Linked DNA regions of Pan paniscus: region 2 is linked to region 1. A link is a contact called in public Hi-C data. All regions are on one chromosome and are shown on one strand. The core of a region is the stretch at or near the end of the contact, and the rest is flanking DNA. Distances in the headings are between cores, read along the strand shown. Region 1 overlaps PRKCE (protein kinase C epsilon). Region 2 holds the start of PRKCE (protein kinase C epsilon).

Region 1 (2,700 bases), core at 180-2,679:
CTCTCACACACACACACAAACACACACACACACAAATAGAAAATGGAAATGGAAATCATAGATAATGTTTGTCTGTAAGAGATGATGAGGGGGACCATACCTTAAAGAAATTGGCCTTCTGTTATTGGCAAGTGAGTACATATATTTGTTTTTCAGTATTTTCAGTTTGAATATTGTTAGTTAAAATACTTAAAGTACATACATCTTTTCTTTGCATGATTCTCTGCTTTACTGACTTTTTATTAAACAAACATTCTTCCATTCACCAAAGATAAGTGGGGCAGAAGAAAATAAACCCCCTCCTCTCAGAGCCGGCCTCAAGCTAAGAACTTTTGAAGTACTGTTTTAGCTAAAAAATATTAATACTTTAAAATTTGCATACTATACCATATTTATAAACAAAAGTGTTTTTCTTTTCCAAGGTCTTCATATAAAATTGCAGCTTAGGGTTGGGCACGGTGGCTCACGCCTATAATCCCAGCACTTTGGGAGGCCAAGGCAGGTGGATCACTTGAGGCCAGGAGTTCCAGACTAGCCTGTCCATCATGGTGAAACCCCATCTCTACTAAAAATACAAAAATCAGCTGGGCGTGGTGACGTGCTTGTAATCCCAGCTATTCAGGATGCTGAGGCAGAAGAATTGCTTGAACCCAGGAGGCAGAGGTTGCAGTGAGCCAAGATCATGCCACCACACTCCAGCCCACACGACAAAGTGAGACTGTCTCAAAAAAAAAAAAAAAAAATCGCAGCTTAGCTGAATTCTTGATAGAAGGTGGTGACTTAGATGCCTTCTCTTCTGGTTTGTCTGCTGTGTCTGTGTGCACCTGGACCCATTGTGCTCTGGAAAGCAGGCACACTGGAGTCCTGGAGTGCAGGCTGGCTGGCGCCTTGCAGTGCCTGCTGATGGCTGGGGTTTGGTCCCTGGTCTGTCCCCTGGGGTTCCCATGTCTATTGGTGAGGCGGCAGTGTATGCTCATAGGACACCCTCTGTCAAGAGGCTCTGTCGGGAGCCAGCCTGCTGCCCTGCCTTTGAGGCTGATCCTTCACCCTAGGAGGGCAGGCACTGAGGGCCAGCACTCTGGTCACGCCAAGGATGCTATGGCGACCCACTGAAGAATGAGCTATTACCCTGCCCACCCCTGCCTGCTGTGCCCCCAAGCACCCCTTGGGGGTTACTCACTTGCCTTCCTGGTATCAGGTTAAGAGGTTATTAGACCTTCCATTTATTCACTCAATTCTTTTCCCTGCTCTCCTGAGTAATAGCTCAGGAACCCGTGTCCCAGCCATGCTGGGAACATGCTTAGAAAGTAAGGGGAAACCTTTGGGCCAGCACCCACGTGGTTTTGAATCACTCAAGGACAATCTGCCTGAGTCACTGGCCTGGTGGCCGTGGGCCAAGCAAGGAGTCATCCAGTAGCGCCTCTGCCCTCACTGTGCTCCTCCTCCAGGTTTCTGTACCGAAAGGAAGCCAGCGGGAGGCCCGGCATCCAAAACATTGACTAGTGTGCCCCCGTGTGGCTCTGGTGGAAGGGTTCAGAAAATGCAGCCAGGTTTTCCTAACCTTACCCACCAAGGCCAGAGGATGCCCTAAGGACAGCCTGCAGCCCCTGCACCCCTCTTTTTGCATAATCTTTGATTTTTCTTGTTATTATTTCTTAACAGTTAAGCACCTTAAGGCCTCATTTAACTTGAGTTAAAGAAGTGTGATTTTGGAGACCCAAAGATTTTCCACTGGTGTAGGGAATGTCTCCTCCCGGCTCTGAGAGACTTCCTCCAATCCACAACCTACTGCAGGTATGTGTTCTTATTAAAAGGGGCAGGGACAAAAGCTCTGCCTGTCCCTCTTGTACTTTCAGGCTATAATCAATCAGCAGGCACACCTGTTCAGACTGTGACATTGAATTTCCAGGATCAGGACCAGAGCCTGGTACAGACACAAGCCTTCCAGTACTTGTATTTTAAGTTCCATAGATGCTTGGACCTTTTGTGGGCTCCTGGGACAGTGATCATGAAAGAAGAGTGCTCCCAGGGGATGAGCAAGATGATCCCCTTTGGCTGGGAAGAAAAGATTCCATGTCCATCTGGTTTTTTTTACTCCTCTAAAAATGTTCCCTTTATAGTTTTATAATTGTACTTAAATAAAAATAATTGCACTTAAATAAAAAAAAAAATTGGGGAGATTATAGCAGAAGCTGTTGGTGTCCCGGCCATAGCTGTGTCCCTTGGTCTGCCACAGAGGTCACTCCCAGAATACACTTAGGATTCCCTGTGTCTCCTTCTGAGGGTGACCTGAGCCACGATGTTATGGGATGGAGGCTAACACCTGGTAGGCCCCACATTTTTGACAATTTGGTTTTAAGAAAACTCATAGGTATGGCCACGCGTGGTGGCTCACGCCTGTAATCGCAGCACTTTGGGAGGCTGAGGCGCGCGGATCACGAGGTCAGGAGATCAAGACCATCCCGGCTAATACGGTGAAACCCCATCTCCACTAAAAATACAAAAAAAATTAGCCAGGCCTGGTGGCGGGCGCCTGTAGTCCCAGCTACTCGGGAGGCTGAGGCAGGAGAATGATGTGAACCCAGGAGGTGGAGCTTGTAGTGAGCCGAGATCGCACCACTGCACTCCAGCCTGGGTGACAAAGTGAGACTCCGTCTCAAAGAAAAAAAAAAAAAGAAAACTTGTAGGTATATATCATCG
Region 2 (2,700 bases), core at 165-2,664, 280 kb before region 1:
TTTTTGGGACGTGTTTGCTGCACTTGATATCCTGTTTTTCCAGGGGACTGCCTCCTTCCTTGCCTTTAAGCCTTTTTAGGCTTTTAAGCCGCAGGCAATGATAACCTTTACCCACTGAGGAAAAAGTGATCGGGAGGCGCGTTTTAAATTTTGGTTTACACTAACCAGACCCGCCAGATGAACACTCAGCTTACCACAATACCTACAAATTCCCAGACTTGACTTGGCAGAAGGGCGAGGGCGGAGGTTTTCTTTCCCCACTTGCATAATCCCCAGCTCCCCGGCAGCGGAGCCGACCTCTTCACCGCCGCCGTCTTCGCGGGTGTCCCAGCTGGGCCGCGCCCCGGGGCCCAGCGCTCCGGCCCTGCCCTCCCGGGTTCCCAGTCTCGGACGCGGGGCAGTCCCTCGCCGGCCGCCGGCCCGGTCCCGGCTCCCAGCCGAGGAAATTTTTCCCCAGCAGCCCAGGGCTCGCCTCACGTGACCAGCCGCGGCGGTAGCTTCCAGCGAGAGTTTAAAGGTTACGGAGGAAATTAGCATGGACACAGCCACTCGCCCCCCGGAGGGCGCGCCCCATTTTCCCGCAGCCCGGACGGCGGCTGTCAGCGCGCTGATCAGTGCCGAAGTCCCCCAAAGGGGCACCGATAAGGACCAGCGCAAATAGGAACAGTCACTTTGCAAAAAATAAACAGACCACAAACCAAGCCGGGGCTCTACCGAGCTTTCACTTGTCAACAAGTTCTCGCAGCTTGCGAAGTCCAGGGCAGATCCCAAAGGGGAGAATGTCCCCAAAGAAAGGCAAGAGAGAAGAACAGAGTTTAAAACTTCACCCGAGCCATGCTTGTCCCTCCCCCTTCCCCCTCCCCCACCGCCGTGGATCACAGCGTCCCGGGACAGAGTGACAGATGGGCCAGAACTCCGCAGACTGCTCCTGCCCGCCGCGGCCGGAGTGGGGGTGGGCAAGGGAAGGGTCCCGAGGCCTCTAGGGCAACAGGGACCCCTCCACTCCCCCATCCCCGGCTCTAAAAGACAGTGTTGGCCGCAGGGTCCCCGAGAGATACGCGGCCCGGCGGGGCCCATCCATGGCCATCCATGGCCCCCGGCAAGCGCATCCAGCCCAGCGCCACCGCTCCCCGGGGTCCCCGCCCCCCGGCTGCCCCGCCCGCCGCTGCGACCCCGGGCAGCCTCGCCCGCTCTCCACCGTTCTCTCCTCGGCTCACTTTTTCCGTATTGCTCCCCCAACCGGCAAAACTTTCTATTTCCCCAAACACTGCCGTGCGCGCGCGCGCGTGCACACACACTCACACACACACACTCACACACACTGACGTCTTTTGCGCATTTCCTGCATTAGAGGGAGGGAGACTCGCTCGCACACCGACAGAGGGAGAGGAGACCGCGGGGGAGCGCGGGCTGGCGGGCGGCGAGCGAGCGGCAGCCGAGAGCCGGGACGCGGGGAGCGCGGAGGGCGGGCGCCGGCGCCCAGGAGGTGGGGCCGCGCTGAGTCGCAGTCCCTGCCCCGCCGCCGCGCTGCGCACCGCCCGGTGCTGGCCTGCGCCCCCGAGCCGGATCGGCGGCCGCCCGGACTCCGAGCCCGCGCGGATGTGAGATTCCGGGCTCCTGGCGCCTCCCGATCGCCGGCTCCGGCGCGGCGCTGCTTCGCCCAGGAGGCGGCGGCCCCGGCTGGCCGTGGGGCTTGTGGATTTTTAAAAATTTGGCTCCGAGGAGGACCATTTCCTCTCGACATGCATCCCTCCGGATAGACTGAACATCCCTCCGTTCACCCCCCCGCCCCGCGCGGTCAGAGGCAGGCGCTGAGTGTGCGAAGAGGATCCGGGTTGAAATCTGCGCCCCCGGTTCTCGTCCCCGCCCCGTCCCACCGCCCCATCCCCCTCCCGGAGTCGAAATTTCCCGGGATTATGTTTCGGAAAGGTAGGTAAGCGCCGGGCGCGGCGCCCGCTTTCCCGCAGCCCGGAGCCGGAGAGCCAGCGAGGCGGCGAGGCAGCCCCCGCGGCTTGCAGCGGAGCCGACAGCTCGTCTTCTCTTCTGGAGGTGCAGCTGGTGGTCGGGGGGAGAGACTTGCTCCAAACACGGACATCCCCCAGCTCTCCCCCCTCCCTGTTTTCCGTTAGGAACCCGGCGAGGAAATACATGCACTGGCTGAGAATCGCCCGCGCCAGGGCGCAACGCCACAAGGTGTAGGGAGTGTGCGGGGTGGGGCGAAAGGGGACCCAAGAGTCCCTGTGGCTCGGAGTGCCGGGCCGTCGGTTCTTCATTCCTGCCCTCGGGGCAGACGGAGTGACCCCGGCCCCCACTCCCCGCCCCGACCATGGTAGTGTTCAATGGCCTTCTTAAGATCAAAATCTGCGAGGCCGTGAGCTTGAAGCCCACAGCCTGGTCGCTGCGCCATGCGGTGGGACCCCGGCCGCAGACTTTCCTTCTCGACCCCTACATTGCCCTCAATGTGGACGACTCGCGCATCGGCCAAACGGCCACCAAGCAGAAGACCAACAGCCCGGCCTGGCACGACGAGTTCGTCACCGATGTGTGCAACGGGCGCAAGATCGAGCTGGCTGTCTTTCACGATGCCCCCATAGGCTACGACGACTTCGTGGCCAACTGCACCATCCAGTTTGAGGAGCTGCTGCAGAACGGGAGCCGCCACTTCGAGGACTGGGTGAGTGTGGCGCCTCCCCGTCGTTC

The links. Hi-C and Micro-C count contacts between places; a contact is called where the count stands out from the background.
Region 2: a contact with region 1 is called in a Hi-C map of fibroblasts, with 4 times the contacts expected there. The contact joins the promoter of PRKCE here to the enhancer-like site in region 1. A contact is called at or near these places in 2 of 3 Hi-C or Micro-C datasets (fibroblasts and induced pluripotent stem cells).

What each region holds. Positions count from the first base shown.
Region 1 is chr12:80,465,485-80,468,184 of NHGRI_mPanPan1-v2.0_pri, reverse strand. All of the region lies in intron 2 of PRKCE (protein kinase C epsilon), which reads left to right. Among named protein-coding and RNA genes, the nearest start is that of PRKCE, 280 kb to the left of the region's middle. Within about 2 kb of position 1,429, at least 1 of the 2 cell types and tissues checked has open chromatin away from gene starts, as enhancers often do.
Region 2 is chr12:80,749,477-80,752,176 of NHGRI_mPanPan1-v2.0_pri, reverse strand. PRKCE (protein kinase C epsilon) reads left to right here and starts at 1,414. Exons shown (of 11, transcript XM_055108017.2): 1 at 1,414-2,674. The coding sequence starts at 2,327.